Linked DNA regions of Mus musculus: region 1 is linked to region 2. A link is a contact called in public HiChIP or PLAC-seq data. All regions are on one chromosome and are shown on one strand. Each heading gives the region's core, a stretch centred on a gene start, on an enhancer-like site or on the middle of the called end of the contact. The rest is flanking DNA. Distances are from core to core; before and after follow the strand shown.

Region 1 (6,893 bases), core at 186-2,685, 270 kb before region 2:
TAGAGACATTGTTTAAACAAAGGGTGTTTTCATGATGGTTGGAATTGGTCAAAACTTACAGGTTTTCATCTAGTTTTAAAAAAGAGGAGGGGGGGGGAGAAACCCATGTAGGAAAATTGGATCCGTTCCCAGCTCCCTCATAGAACTTCACAAAGGTTTTCCTGTTTTTTAAGAATGACCCCTTAAGGAATGTTGCATAAATTCCAGAAAATTGCCCCCCATTGATTCCTGGAGGCACATTAAAAAGCAAAGGGGGCATGTTAGGGGTGGATGATTTGATGGCAGGATTACTTTATGGGATCTAACTGAGGGGATCTAGTGATTGAGCTGTAAGTGGGTAAAGTCCGCCAGTGTTTGTTTGTAGCAGGCCTGAGGGTTTGCCAGCTCTGTGGTCCAGAATGTTTTCAAAGGTGCTGACGTGGGAGAGAACAGCTTCCTACAAGCCTGACGGTGCCCAGGCCAGCCTCAGGCAACTGTAAGCATGGGACCAGACTTCACATGTTCATTGCCGGTCTAAAAAGCCTACTAGGTGACACGTGCCTATACCTACCCTGCCCGGGAGGCAGACACAGGAAGCTCCAGGTCCAGTACCTCAGTCTGGAGATTAAAGAGTTAACAAGGCAGGCACTTAATGCTGAACCTCAGGTATCCGTTATGCCTGCTTGCACACCTCCATGTTTACCTGTGCGAGCACACAAATCACATGCATACGCCACACGCTCTTTTTTTTTTTTTTTTAAGATTTCTTTATTATTATATCTAAGTACACTGTAGCTGTCTTCAGACACCCAGAAGAGGGCATCAGATCTCCTTATGGATGGCTGTGAGCCACCATGTGGTTGCTGGGATTTGAACTCAGGACCTTCAGAAGAGCAGTCAGGTCACACACTCTTAATTAACTCCTTCATTAGTTAAACACAGTAAGGCCTTCAGTGTTGTCAACCCCTACATGTTCTAGATGCCTTCCTCCCTGCTTTGGAAGAGATGCCTTTGTCTTTTAGGTAGCTCTGATGAGGTCTACCTGCACCAGAACATGTCACCTCTCTGCCTGTTGTCACCATAGGCAACTACACTTCTCCCCATCAAGAAAGGGATTCTCTAGACTCAAAGTTACTTGCATGCTGAACATTTCTAGTCCTGGGTAGATTCAACCTATGGAGAGCTCATAGTGGGAAGTTAAACGCAGCAGAAATGGTTATTAGGCAAACCCAACTGAGTCTTTCATGAAAATACTAAAACCTACAAGAATTCTTCCGAATCTGGAGAGGACCTGATATATGCAGAGAGGCTGATATATGCAGACCTGGAGTCTGCGCTGCAGGGGCTCTGTCATTAGTTGCTTCTGTGTCTGTGAAATGACTCCTTTTAACATCACAGTGAGTTTTTAACCTGATGACAATGGGGCCTAGTGAAACACTTCAGTAAAACAGGAACCAGATCAGCATGGGGGCCAGACCCAGTCTTCCCTGTCTTGTATGCCTGCCTTTCCTGTGTATGCAGCCCTGCCTGCAGCCTTTCTCCTCTTCCCCTATGTTTTCTTCTTTCTTCATTCTTTCTCCAGAGTCCACGCTCATCAGGGGAATTAGAGACAGAGCAACAAGTGCACATTAAGATTCTGCACCAGAAAAGGCATCAAAGCCCAACATATCATCGTAGGACCCAGTGTTGAAATGTTTCTTTCCAGAGAATTCAAAATACTACTTGCAGTCTCACTGCAAGTACATATGTTGCCTGGTATTCTCAGCCAGAAGAAAGTCACTTCAAGAAATAGGAGCAGGCTGTGGGAATGGCTCAGTAGGTGAAATGCTTGCTGTATATGCTACAGTTTGGATTCCTTGGTCCCGTGTAAAAGCTGAGCCCAGCATCTCAACACCGGTAGGAGTCGTGGGGAGAAGAAACATTCAGATTCCTGGAGCCCACCAACCAGTTTTTGTTGTTAAAATAGCCAGCTCCGGGTTTTATGGGTCACTGTCACAAATAATAAAGTAGAGCGCAAATTAATTAAAATACATGATAGTAACCCCATTTTTTTTGTCCATGGGGTCTGTGGGTGCTGGGGTCCTGGTCAAGGTGGTGGCAGTTGTATGCACTTAAATGTAATGGTGATATCTCTTCCATTTCCAGAGGGAACTTAGAGAACACTACATCTGGCTGTGTCAGAAAGAAATGCACTTAGCTTTTACGTTGTGGAGCAGCTAATGGTCATTTAGACAGTGAAAGTTAGGTTTTTTTTGTTTGTTTGTTTGATTTGTGTTTTTGTCCAATTAATTGGTTCATTGCTTATAAGACAGGGTCCCATATATAGGATGCTTCTGGTAGTGGTGGTGGTGGTGGTGGTGGTGGTGGTGGTGGTGGTGGTGGTGGTGGTGGTAGTAGTGTATGTTTCTCTATGTGGTGTGCTTATGTTTATGGGAGGGGGTACACCTGGCCTTGTACATTTGCCAAGAAGGCAGAGGTTAACATATGGTGTTTTCTTAGTTATTTTCCATGTTACTTATTGAGATAGTGGCTAGCTAGTCCAGCCAGTCAGTTTATCTCAGAAATCCTGTCTCTATTCCCTTAAGAGAAGACTACAGTCATCCTGGCACCCTCATCCACTGGTTTTTACATGGGTGCTGGGGATCCAAACTCAGATTCACATGCTTGCACAGCAGGGACATTACTGATGACATCATCCCACTAAACCCCAGCCTCCTGCTTATTTTCATTCCTTAGGCTCAAGCTGAAAAGATCATTGGTGATGTCTGTATGTGGCATGGGAGGTCTGAGGAGATGTGTTTGTGTTTGTGTTTGTGTTTGTGTGGGATGTGTTTGTGTGGTGCAGTGGAGTCCTACACAGGGAGGGACTTGTAAGAGTCATTTTGCTTCAAGGCTCCAGTGCATAGACTGCTGCTTGTGTCTGACATCAGCACGTTCTTAATAATGCAGTGTGTACTTATTTATTGATCAGACCGGTTAAGTGGTAAGACATGAGAAAAGGGGCACTATTATCTGGTAATTGACCATATTGGAGAGTTAAGTGTTCTGACGAGGAACTGTGTTTAACCTCCTGATAAGATATATTTGACGATAATGCCTGCTTTGGTAATAAGCCTAAGCTGCTAAGAACTTTATACTCTGGTGACATTAAACAACCCAGTTTTGATGATGGCCATTGTGGTGTTAATGACCAGATATTTCTGGAAGTCACTAGGAAGAGAGTTACTGGCTTTCCTAATTTGGGGTAGAGACATGGGTAGAAGAGGCAGGCATTTTTGGACGGCACTGTCTAGTGAGATATTCATTCATTCGTTCGTTCATTCATTCCTTCATTCATGCAGGCAGCATCTTCTGTGAATGGATGATGCCTATTATCATGGATTTCCAAGTTTAGTAAAATACCTTACCTAGAGCAACTTGAGTTCTAACAAAATGATTTCAAGACTTGTGTATACACGTAAAACCAAAGCTCTTCTCATTCATTCATTCATTCATTCATTTACTCAGACAGGGTCTCCAGTATTTCAGGCTATCCTTGTGTGTAGTTTGTATCTGAATATACCCTCGTTTTTATTTTATGTATATGGGTGTTTCCCCTCTGTGTGTGTGTGCGTGTGTGTGTGTGTGTGTGTGTGTGTGTGTGTGTGTCTGCATGTTTGACATGCCTGTGGAGGGCAAAAGAAGATCTCAGATCCCCTGGGTCTAGAGTTTCAGCTAATTCCCATGTAGGTTCTGAGAATAAAAATCTGGTCCTCAAGAAGAGCAGCCAGTGTTCTTAACCACTGAGCCATCACCGTAACCCCAGATTATCATTAAAATGTCTTTTAATTATGTGTATCTGTGTGTGTGAGGGGGGGCGTGAGGGAGTGTTGGGGGGAAATCTATGATTATATCACTTGGAGCTAGAGTTAAGGGCAGTTATAAATTGGCAAATGTAGACACCAAGTCCTCTACTGGAGCTCTAAGCACTCCCTGGGACATCTCCTTCCCCCCACCCTTCAGGGGAGTGCTGTATAAGAAAGGTAGCTAAGCATGAGCGTGTGAGACTACAATCCAGCAAGCAGAATCTCTTCATAGATTTTCCCCTTTTGTTCCTGCCCCGACTCCCCCAAATGATGGAGTGTGACCTGGAAGTGTAAGCCAAATAAATACGTGTCTTCATTCCCTGGTCCACTTTTGATCAGTGTGCTTTATCTTATCAGCAGAAATCAAACGGTAACAGGTACCATACACAGAGTGGTGTCATACTTGGGGTAAGTTTGTGAATGAGAGGCGACAGGGCTTCCACCGGTGCAGCCGTAGTGACCTGAGAGAGAAAGGAATTCTAAAGGGAGCTTAGATGTGATCTTTCAAACATCTGAAAGACTGGTAAGGAAGACCCAGGGGTAGACTGTGGGAACAGCATCCTTGAGATGAGTGGCCCAGCAGAAACTGAGTTTGAGAATGGGGAAATCAGCTCCGTTAGAGGGAAGTCTGGGGCGTCTGTGGAAGCAGCTATGTGGTGGACTTCAGCCAAGAACTAACGATAGCACCTTTGGTCAAAAATACAAAGCTACTGTTGATAGCTGGGGCAGAGACAGTGGTTAGTACACACAAGGCCATAAGTTCAGTCCTCATGATAGAGAAAATGGGACAGGGAACAGGAAGGAGGAGCAGCAGCAAGAGGAGGGGGGATACACAAGAGGTGGAAGAAGAAGAGGGTGGGGCAAGAAAGGGGGAGGAGAGTAGGGGTAAAGGTGGAGAAGGAGGAACAGAAAAATAATTACTATTGGTGTTTCAAAGATAAATATCCAGCAAAAGATACCATTCAAGGTATTCTTCGGTATCTGGAAAAGACTGATACGGCAGAAGACTATAAAAGCATTCCGATGGGACAGCAACAGTCATCCGATCCATGGAGGGAACAAGGACACGACTCTTCCAAGCACTCCTAGTTCTGCCACCGACAGCATTCAGCAAATCCCATTTCATAGAGCATCTAGAGTCAAGATTGCATTAGAATTGCTCAAGGGGAAGAAGTATATAGCAGTGCTTATGGGGTTGGGGTATGAAAGAATGCCACAGCCCAAAGAAGACGCAGAGATGAAAAGCGGGTGTGCATTTGAACACAAGGAGAAGATGTTTGTGTGCTGGGGTTGCTCACTGACAGCGTCAGAAATTTAAATGCAGACTGACCAAGAGCTCCACCTCAGGCCTACCACTTACCAGATACTGACTTCATTCATGATGTTCTTCTGTGAGCCTGTGTCCTCGTTCTCAAATGAGATCAGCTCTCCCACTTTATAGAGTTGTATAAGAATTCAGTGAAACCAAGCCCCTAGAGGGGTTGGAGAGATTTCTCAGTGGGTAAAATACTTACTATACACTCGTGACAAGCAGGGTTCAGAACCCCAAAACCCATGTAAAGTCAAGTAAGCATGGCAATTTACCTTTAATCCTAGCACTCGGGAGACCAGATACAGGGTTTTCCAAGGACAAGCTAGCTATCTAAACCAGCCAAATCATTGAGCTAAGTAAGATGAAGAACGATCAGAAGAATCAGTGACCTCAACCTCTGGCCTCCACATACATGTACAGACACATGCACACATGCATTTACCCCTGTATGCACACTACATACATGTAAACATATGCCTCCATATACTATAGTTTCACATGTACATTATGAACATGGAAACACATTCCTGCATAGACTATACTTTCATATGCACATTACATACATATAAGCATATGCCTGTATATAGTATACTTTCACATACTACACACACTCTTAAACAAGAATATAATCCCACATATATACTACATACATGTGAATACATGCCAGCACGTACATATCCTCCTACAGGCATGCAGATGTGCACATGAACAGCACCACATGCACATACACATGTGGTAAAGCATTCAGAGCTCAGAGGATACATTGTGAGTGATCTTGTTCTTACATGCTTGCTTTCTGGTTGTAACCTTCTTGTAAGAATGGAAGAGAAGAGGCTAAGATATTAAAGAGATACATGGAAGTAAAATGTGACTCAAGAAGAGTCCATTCCAAAAGAGGAAGGACTAGCGTTCCTACATAAGGAGAGAAGGGATCTGATAGGATGATTTAGGACGGGAAGTTAGGATATATGCTCCAGCAACAAGTAGCCCTTATATCTACGTTGGCTCATGTAACAGCAATGCCTTATTTTGTACTGTATGTCTAACATAAAGCAGAAAAGAGCATCATTTATCTTGGTCCCTGAAGGACCCTGGCTAATAGAGGTACCATCTCAGTATTTGTTTCTTGGGTCACATCAGAGGACACATCACAGATCTATCCAACCTCAAGAGTACAAATCTACAAGAAATGTTGGGCCGGGCAGTGGTGGTGCACGCCTTTAATCCCAGCACTTGGGAGGCAGAGGCAAGCAGATCTCTAAGTTCAAGGGCAGCCTGGTCTACAGAGTGAGTTCCAGGACAGCCAGGGCTACACAGAGAAACCCTGTCTCGAAAAACAAAAAAGCAAAACAAGAAATGCTGGGTGAATGGTCCTGATAGCAGCAGGGAGCTTAGAGCTGTGTCAGTGACCGTGGAAGTCAAAAGCCCTAGCATCTGCTTTCTTACCAGTGACGGCGGCAAAACTGTGATCCGCCATGTGTAGTGAGGGATTTGACAAGAGCAGTAAACGGTCGAAACAGCCGTTTTGGTAAAATAATTAAGCAGGAACACAGACGCAAAGGCAAGGGAGGTTGTCCTGGTTAAATATTTATCATCGGAGCTGCACTCAGAATGGAACAGTGGTGGCAGCTGCAGTTCAGCTGTAGCTTAAAATTAGAAGCTACCCATCAATGATAATTATCCCACGGGGGTGATTTCCCCCATAACGGCACACAGCCAGGGAGGGAGGGAAAGCAAACCTGCTTGGAAGCAGAAGA
Region 2 (7,155 bases), core at 1,615-4,114:
ACTACTACTACTACTACTACTACTACTACTACTACTACTAAAATACAATACAGTGCCATGAAAGTAGAACAGAAAAAGAAAAGACTCTCTGCTCTGCTGGTAGCTGCTAAAGATTCCCCCCCCCACCCCACCCACCCCACCCCGAGTCTGACCATTGCCCCAGGCTACCACCTTGGCACTCTGAACTGGGATGGCAGGTTTCAGATGGCAGTGGCCATCGGCTGCTGGTGCCCCTGACCACGTGTGCCGAGGCCAAGTTTCCCCACATTCATTTTTCACCATCAGCCTCTCTGTCTCACCGTCCTTACCTAATTTTTTTTTTCACTCCAAGCTGTAGCTCCATTATTTTGGATGGAAAACAGTCCTCTGGCTTCTGATCTCAGGCTTAAATAAAAATGTCCTCCTGTTCTCCGTGATATATTTGCTTATCGGATTTATTTAATGAAATATGGATTTATGCCATAAATATTGGAGTTGGTGTCGTCCATATTTCAATTAATGGATCATTTATATGTCATGCTAACTTTGTAATTACCGAAATGTAGAAATATAGTGGAGGGAAATGAATCTCTGATCTCCTTTACATTCCGCCCCCATCTGAGGTGTCGGCAAGAGGAGGAAGATTTAATGTGAGGTTTCCTAAAGAAAGGGCAGGGGACTGGAGAAGCAGGTTCCTCCAGCAGGGCTGGTGGAGATTTGTATAGCACTGTGAATTCCAAGCTCCTAACAGTGGTGTGCTCGCTGTCCTCAGAGAGCAGGAAGTGAGGTCGTGGCCAGAGGGTCTGGCCATCAATCTACCTCCAGGTCTTCATGATCATCATCTCTGTCTCGGTCATAAAGCACAAACTATTTTCCCTTTTGCCAAGTCTCAGGCTTAAATGGCTCTAAATATACATGAATATAGATTTCTCACTGCGTCCTGCTGCCGGAATTCACTAGGAACCCTCACCTGACCTGGGAGAGAGAAAATGTGTCCTCCATCCCCTGCGAACCAGCAGCCTGTCACTTGGCTTCATCTTTGGCAGAAGGTTCTGCCCTGGATGGTACCCTAGTGATCTCTCTTGCTCTCTCTCCGTCTCTCATCCCCGCTAGTTGCTAGCCAGAGAAATCTGGCAAGAGGTGCCCAGACAGTGACTCTAACTCATGTACATAATTCTATCAGAATACATCCAATGGTGGAGGAAAAATCATTGTTCTCTCAACTAGCTGAGCTGAAGCCCGAGCAGAAAATACTAAAGTCAGCCGTGCCTTTGAGCTGCCTCTAACAGCGCCCTTTGGAGACCCATTTCATACAAAATTTGAAGCCTGTGTTTATTGCCCATTAAAGCAACCTTTATTTTATGGCAAATGTTGCAGTAATTGCCTTTTACGAAGAGCACTTTGTAACACACATGCACAGTTGAAAGAAAACCACTCTGGTATTGTCTATCGGGACGTAATGGCGCAATTAATTTTACTCCATCTGTTCCTGAGACTTTAAAGGAAAATGGATTTTTTTTTTGAGCGCACTTTAATGAAGAAGATAAAGCGGCCCGGCTGGTGTCCCACAGGCTCTGCGCAGTAAGTTCAGATTATTGCTCAGTCTGTCAGAATGGGCCGCTTCCCTCAGCAGCCGACACAGCCAGCAACCCGCTCTGGCCCCTCGCCGCGCCATTCCCGATGACAAACTGCCAGCCAGCTCCCACAAAAGCACGATTAAAATGTCAGCACAGGATGACGAAGGGGCCAAGAGGGTCCTCGGAGACAAACTGTGTTCAGTATGAGTTAATACTTTACAGCAGGGCTGGGGCCCAGCTTGCTTGCTGGCTGCTCTCAGGCTGTTGGCTCGCCTCGAAGACGATGAAAGGGGCAGGGCTGGCGACTCGGTGGCAGGAAGGATGTGCCCTGCGCATGTCTGTGTGGCTGATAGGTGTGTCACACTTTGGAAGAGGTACCTGTGAGCTTAGACCACTGAATTTTGGTTCCCCTCAGTAGGTTCTTAGCTATAATGACGGGGTTGGGGGTTAGGGGTGGGGTTTGCCCGGAAGGACCCTGTTGCCATAAGCTTTGTCTTGGATGTTGTCAGCATCTTTCAAAGATCACAAGGGCTACTGTGAAGATGCCCAAGAGTGAAGCCATCCATCACAAAGAGATGGCTAGGCAAAGAATATGACCATCATCACCTTAGATTCCATATGCCAGAGTCTCTAGACTCTAATGAATAACTGAGGCAATCAAGGTTCCAACAGCATGATGTCTTTCTGCCTGCCTGCCTGCCTGCCTGCCTGCCTGCCTTCTTAACTCAGGGCCTTAGCTGAGTAGCTAGTTCCTTAGCTTGTTCCAGCCTTAGCTGGTTCCAAATTTGCTGAGTAGCTGAGGATGACCTTGAACTTCTAATCCCCCTGCTGAACCATGCCCAGGTAATGTGGTCCTGGGGATCAAACCCAGGACTTCATGCATGCTAGGCAAACACTCTGTCCATTGAGCTGTGTCTACAGCCCAGCACAATGTCTTGTATTGGCCTATCAGCAACCCCAGGCCACAGTCCAGTAACCCAAGCAGAAGACAAGCCAGGCAAACTGCATCCTTTCCCCTGTCTCCCTCACTACAGCTGTGCGACCACAAGGAAGCGATGAAAAGGCCAGGGATTTACATCTCTGGCCTCCTGCAGAGACCTGGTCTGCCATCCTCGCCAGGCAGCAGGTGTGAGCTGCTGCCATTGTCCCTAATGGTTATTACCAGCAATAAGCAGGACAAATGTGAGGTCATCTCTCCCGCTGGCAGGTCAGAGGGGGATGGATGGCAAGCCCCTTAGAGACTAGGAAATGAGATGGTCAGTATCCATGGGGGAAGTGTCTCCAAGGCCAGGCTGCAGCGATGCTAAGCAAAGGGCAGAGGGGAGGGGAGGTGGGACGGAAGACCTCTTGTAGTGTGATTCCAGATGTCCACTCCTACTCAAGAGCAGTCAGGGGTGACCATTGTTAGTGGGGAAGCAAGCCAGTGTACATGCGTGGTACCGACAGGGTAACCACAGGGAGGAAGGAGGGCCCAATGCTGCTGGCTGAGGTCAGGGGGAGTTGGTTTCCTCCTGGCACATCACCACAGGGCCAAAGCCTCACAAAAGGTAGTTGAGAGAAGCCCTGCTGGTTTCTAATTAAACTTCTCACCGCCCTTCACCCTTCGGTCATTTATCCGGGGAGGACTGCCAGGCTTTCTCACTTCCTGGCTGCTCTCTCCCACTCTTGTCTTGTGACTGCTTCTCTGATGGCGAGGGAGCCTCCCACAGTTCTCCTGCTTATCTTATGTCCTCCTCTCTCCCTCTTGCCATGGTTCCCACCTCTCTCCCTTGATCTGGCCTCTCCTCTTCTCCTCCCCCCCCCCCCCCCAGCTTTCTATCAGCCCCATCTCCTGAAAGTGTTTTCCTGGATCCTTCTGCCTTTTTATGGTTCTCAAAGGTTCTTCCTTCCGCCACCAGTTTTCCTGTCTTGAACATCACCTGGCTTTTAGGGTACAAACGGATGTCTTGGGGGCTACTAAGTACACAATAGCTTCACTGTCCTGAAACATCAACCTCTTAAAGCAACCAGTGTTCCATTACCATCTCTGCAGGGAGGTTACAAGGGGACCTTTAAGTTCCTCCATACACTATAAGGTTGCTGGAAGGAAAGACAGACAAGGGAATGGGAGACTCCTTTTAACGGTACTCACTCCTGTGTCTGCTTAGAAGCCTTTCAGGGACTCCCACTGACACTCTAGGATGCAAGGGAGTGAGCGAACTGTACTCTGCAGGAATCTTCTAGCAAGCTCTTTGCAGAGCTGGAGGGGGCAGTTGAAGGGAAAGTCACCCCAATTTTGCTCTACCCCTCTCTCTTCTGCTTGGATTTCCTCAAGAGTTACCTCCTATCTCCAACCACCATAAAGGTCTCTGGTTTTCTGCCTACCCATGCCACTGAGGAGGAATGCTGCTCTTTTTGTTATTTTATTGAGATTTGTTTATTTCATTTTGTGTGTGTGTGTGTGTGTGTGTGTGTGTGTGTGTGTGTGTGCTCACGTATGCAATGCTTGCTAAATCCAGAAGAGGGCGTAGTGTCAGATCCCCTGAGCTACAATGTAAGGACTGGGGACATAACTCCAAACTTGGATCTTCTGCAAGAACAGCAAGCACTCAGAACTGCTGAGCCACTTTCTAGCCCCCTCAAGAGAAATATTTTAAATTGATGCTATTTTAATAATCCAAATAGTAGGCATACATTTGGGCCAAGTTAACGAATGCAGGAAATAGGAGAAATATTGTACTAGCCATAACCCAGAGCCAGGGGAGCTAGGAAGAGGAAAGCATCCTGAAAAGAGGATGCTTCCCTACGCAGGTGGCATGCCCAGGGAGCATAAATAATGGACTTGGAGCTTTGAGGTAGATAAGCAGGCTCCATCGTGTCTTAACTGCTGATACGCAAGAGACAAATTCAGGGTCTTTTGTTAACTCTCAGGAAAGACAGTCTCCCCTTTCTTTTCTCTTTGCACAATGCCATGTCCTGAGAAGTGTGCTGAGATGAGGGTAGCACGCTGACGGTTTTTATTCCTGAGGGGAGACATGGAATGGGGAAATATCACACCTCTAACCTGCATGTTTTCCTGCAAGACTCCATAGCGTTGAGGAACTGGGCACAGAGGCCTCTTGAATACTCCTTAGTATGGTTTTGCCTGAAGAGGGCGAGACGTTCATTCTGCAGTGTCTTTCATTTTAAAGTGTATGTGTGTAAAGTGTGTGTGTGCATATGCGCATGCATGTGTGTACTCGTGTGTATCTTCCTTTGTGCCTGATCGTGTGCACATGCACATGCATAGCATGCATGCTTGCAGAGACTAGAAAAGGATGTTGGTGGTACTTCAGGGGCGGAGTCACAGTGTTATGGGTATCTGTCAGGTGTGCTGGACTGCTAACTAACTCTTTGGTCTCATGATTGAACAGGAAGAACTTTTAACCACCAAGCCAGTGATTTTCAACCTGTCGGTCATGATCCCTTTAGGAATCAAACGGCCTTCTCACGGGGGTCAAATAAGAGCCTCAGAAAATACATGTATTTACATTACAATTCATAACAGTAGCAAAGTTACAGTTATGAAGTAGCAACAAAAATAATTGTATGCGTTAGGAAGGTTGAGAACCACTGCACTCAGCCATCTTTCCAGCCCTCATTACAAAGAGTTTCTATTCTCCTCCTCCAGCCCCAAGAAGCAACAAGCCTTAATGATGTGTAAAGTGGCTTGAGTACAGATCCCTGTGTCCATATGCAAAGCCGGAGAATATTTATAATATCAGTGCTGGGAAGGCAGAGACAGGAGGATTCTTAGGGCTTGCTGGCCAGTCGGTATAACCAAATTGAAGATGTTTAGGTCAGTGGGAGACTTTGTCTAAACAAATAAAGGTAGAAGATGAGCCAGGAAGAGGACCCCCCGGCCCCCTGTGGACTTCAGATATCCCCATGCATGGATGTGCACATGCATGCTTGTGTACACACACACACACACACACACACACACTCACTCACTCCAAAATGACCCACAAACCACATAACTCCATGGCTTTTGAATGCACTGCATCATAAAACCAGCTTCCCATGACTTCCTCAAGCAGTAAACCCCCAGCTTGGGACTGGGGGACGCAGCCCTGGGTCTTTAATGGACTACAGCTGAGGCAAGTTGAAAAGAGGGAGGGCTGTAAACCTCAGAGCAGGCCTCACCAATGCCGCCCACCGTGGCAGAATGATTCAAGAGGCTCCAAACTTTGCCTCATCAAGTCGGAGAATTCTGTGCAAATGAACTTTTCAAGAATTATGCCGCCGTTGGCATTACAGTATTACACGCACGCCCGTTCCCGATCACTCACTGGAACTTATTTTGTAGTTAACCTCCATAAAGGACTGCGAGAGCGAGCCCAGGCCTGTCACACACACGTTATTTAGAAGCCCTTATTATTATTTTATTGCTAGTCCTTGACAGCTGAGGAAAAGCCAAGCGCTTTAATCTTTTTTTTTCCCCTCTCCCCCTTTAGTTTACAGTGTAAGAGCTCTGTGTAAGATGGATTTGATTAATATGTAACAGAGATGCAATTCTCGGTAAAATGTGCTGTACGTTAGCACCCCGGAAAACAAACTGCAGCACAATGGCTTAAATCTCAGTCCATTGTATTATATAGACATCATAAATAATAGAGAGCAGGCAGATATTGCTGCTGGCTTCATCTGCATAACACATCTGAGCTCTCCGTAATGCGTTCAGCTTGTCACTTTTAGTGCAGAAAAGAAGCCGTAAAGCTAACAGCTGACTAACACACATCGGCTCTACTTCTCCTTCCAGAGGGGGGTGAATGCTCATTAAGACATCTTAGCCCTGACTTTTAAAATCCATAACTCTTACAAATGTAAAAAAGTTGCCACGAAAGATTAAGCGCATAATATATGTCAAATGTATAATTTTTTTTCATGCCTCTTCACCAGCAGCCAGCAATCCCTGCTGCCACCGATATCACCGCCACGCCAAAACCCTCCCTTCTTTTATAACCCTTACCCTAAAGGAAAGAAAATATAAAATGCCCAGGTTTCAGATAAAACCAGATGAAATATCATGTTCATGACCAGTGTAAGCAGTAGTATATTTTTTTCTTTTTATTTTTCTTTCTTTCTTTCTTTCTTTTTTTTTCTCTTAAGGATCCCGCATTACCTAGGTTAGCCTTAAATTCACTAAGCTGTCAAGGATGACCTTGAACTCCTGAGCCTCTGCCTTCACCTCCCGAATTCTGGAGTGAGAAGCGTACACAGGTTTATGTGGCACTAGGGCTAGAACCCTGGGTTTTGTGCACGCTGGGCAGGCACTCTGCCAACTGAGCTACATCCACGACACCTTTGTTTTGTTTGTTTGTCCTTCTAAGGAAAATAAAAACAGAAAAAGATAGTGTTACATTTTATCGTGTTTTATGTTATGTTATATATGTTATGCCTAAAAGGTAAGTTGAGAGAGTCAGTTCTCTCCACCATGTGAGGGGCTAGCCTCAAGCACAGTATGTAGCCCGGGCTGGCCTTAAACTCCTGGTCCTCCTGCCTCCACTCCTGAGTGCCAGGACCACAGGTATTCCATACCATGCTACTATACCCAGCTTGGTATTTTGGTTCTGAGTGA

The links. HiChIP or PLAC-seq counts read pairs in DNA pulled down with a chosen protein or histone mark.
Region 1: a contact with region 2 is called in an H3K27ac HiChIP or PLAC-seq map of differentiating embryonic stem cells, with 2.4 times the contacts expected there. The contact joins two enhancer-like sites. A contact is called at or near these places in 1 of 484 Hi-C or Micro-C datasets (nephron progenitors), 4 of 115 datasets of contacts at active chromatin or transcription factors (differentiating embryonic stem cells, embryonic basal ganglia, embryonic limb bud and 1 more) and 1 of 9 other capture datasets (embryonic tail).

The regions. Positions count from the first base shown.
Region 1 is chr5:131,844,378-131,851,270 of GRCm38.p6, reverse strand. All of the region lies in intron 4 of Auts2 (autism susceptibility candidate 2), which reads left to right. Among named protein-coding and RNA genes, the nearest start is that of 4930563F08Rik, 32 kb to the left of the region's middle. Within about 2 kb of position 1,435, at least 8 of the 459 cell types and tissues checked have an H3K27ac peak or open chromatin away from gene starts, as enhancers often do. A contact at or near this core is called in differentiating embryonic stem cells, where this site is marked.
Region 2 is chr5:131,580,395-131,587,549 of GRCm38.p6, reverse strand. The region is part of intron 5 of Auts2 (autism susceptibility candidate 2); the gene reads left to right. Among named protein-coding and RNA genes, the nearest start is that of Gm29681, 170 kb to the right of the region's middle. Within about 2 kb of position 2,864, at least 56 of the 459 cell types and tissues checked have an H3K27ac peak or open chromatin away from gene starts, as enhancers often do. A contact at or near this core is called in differentiating embryonic stem cells, where this site is marked.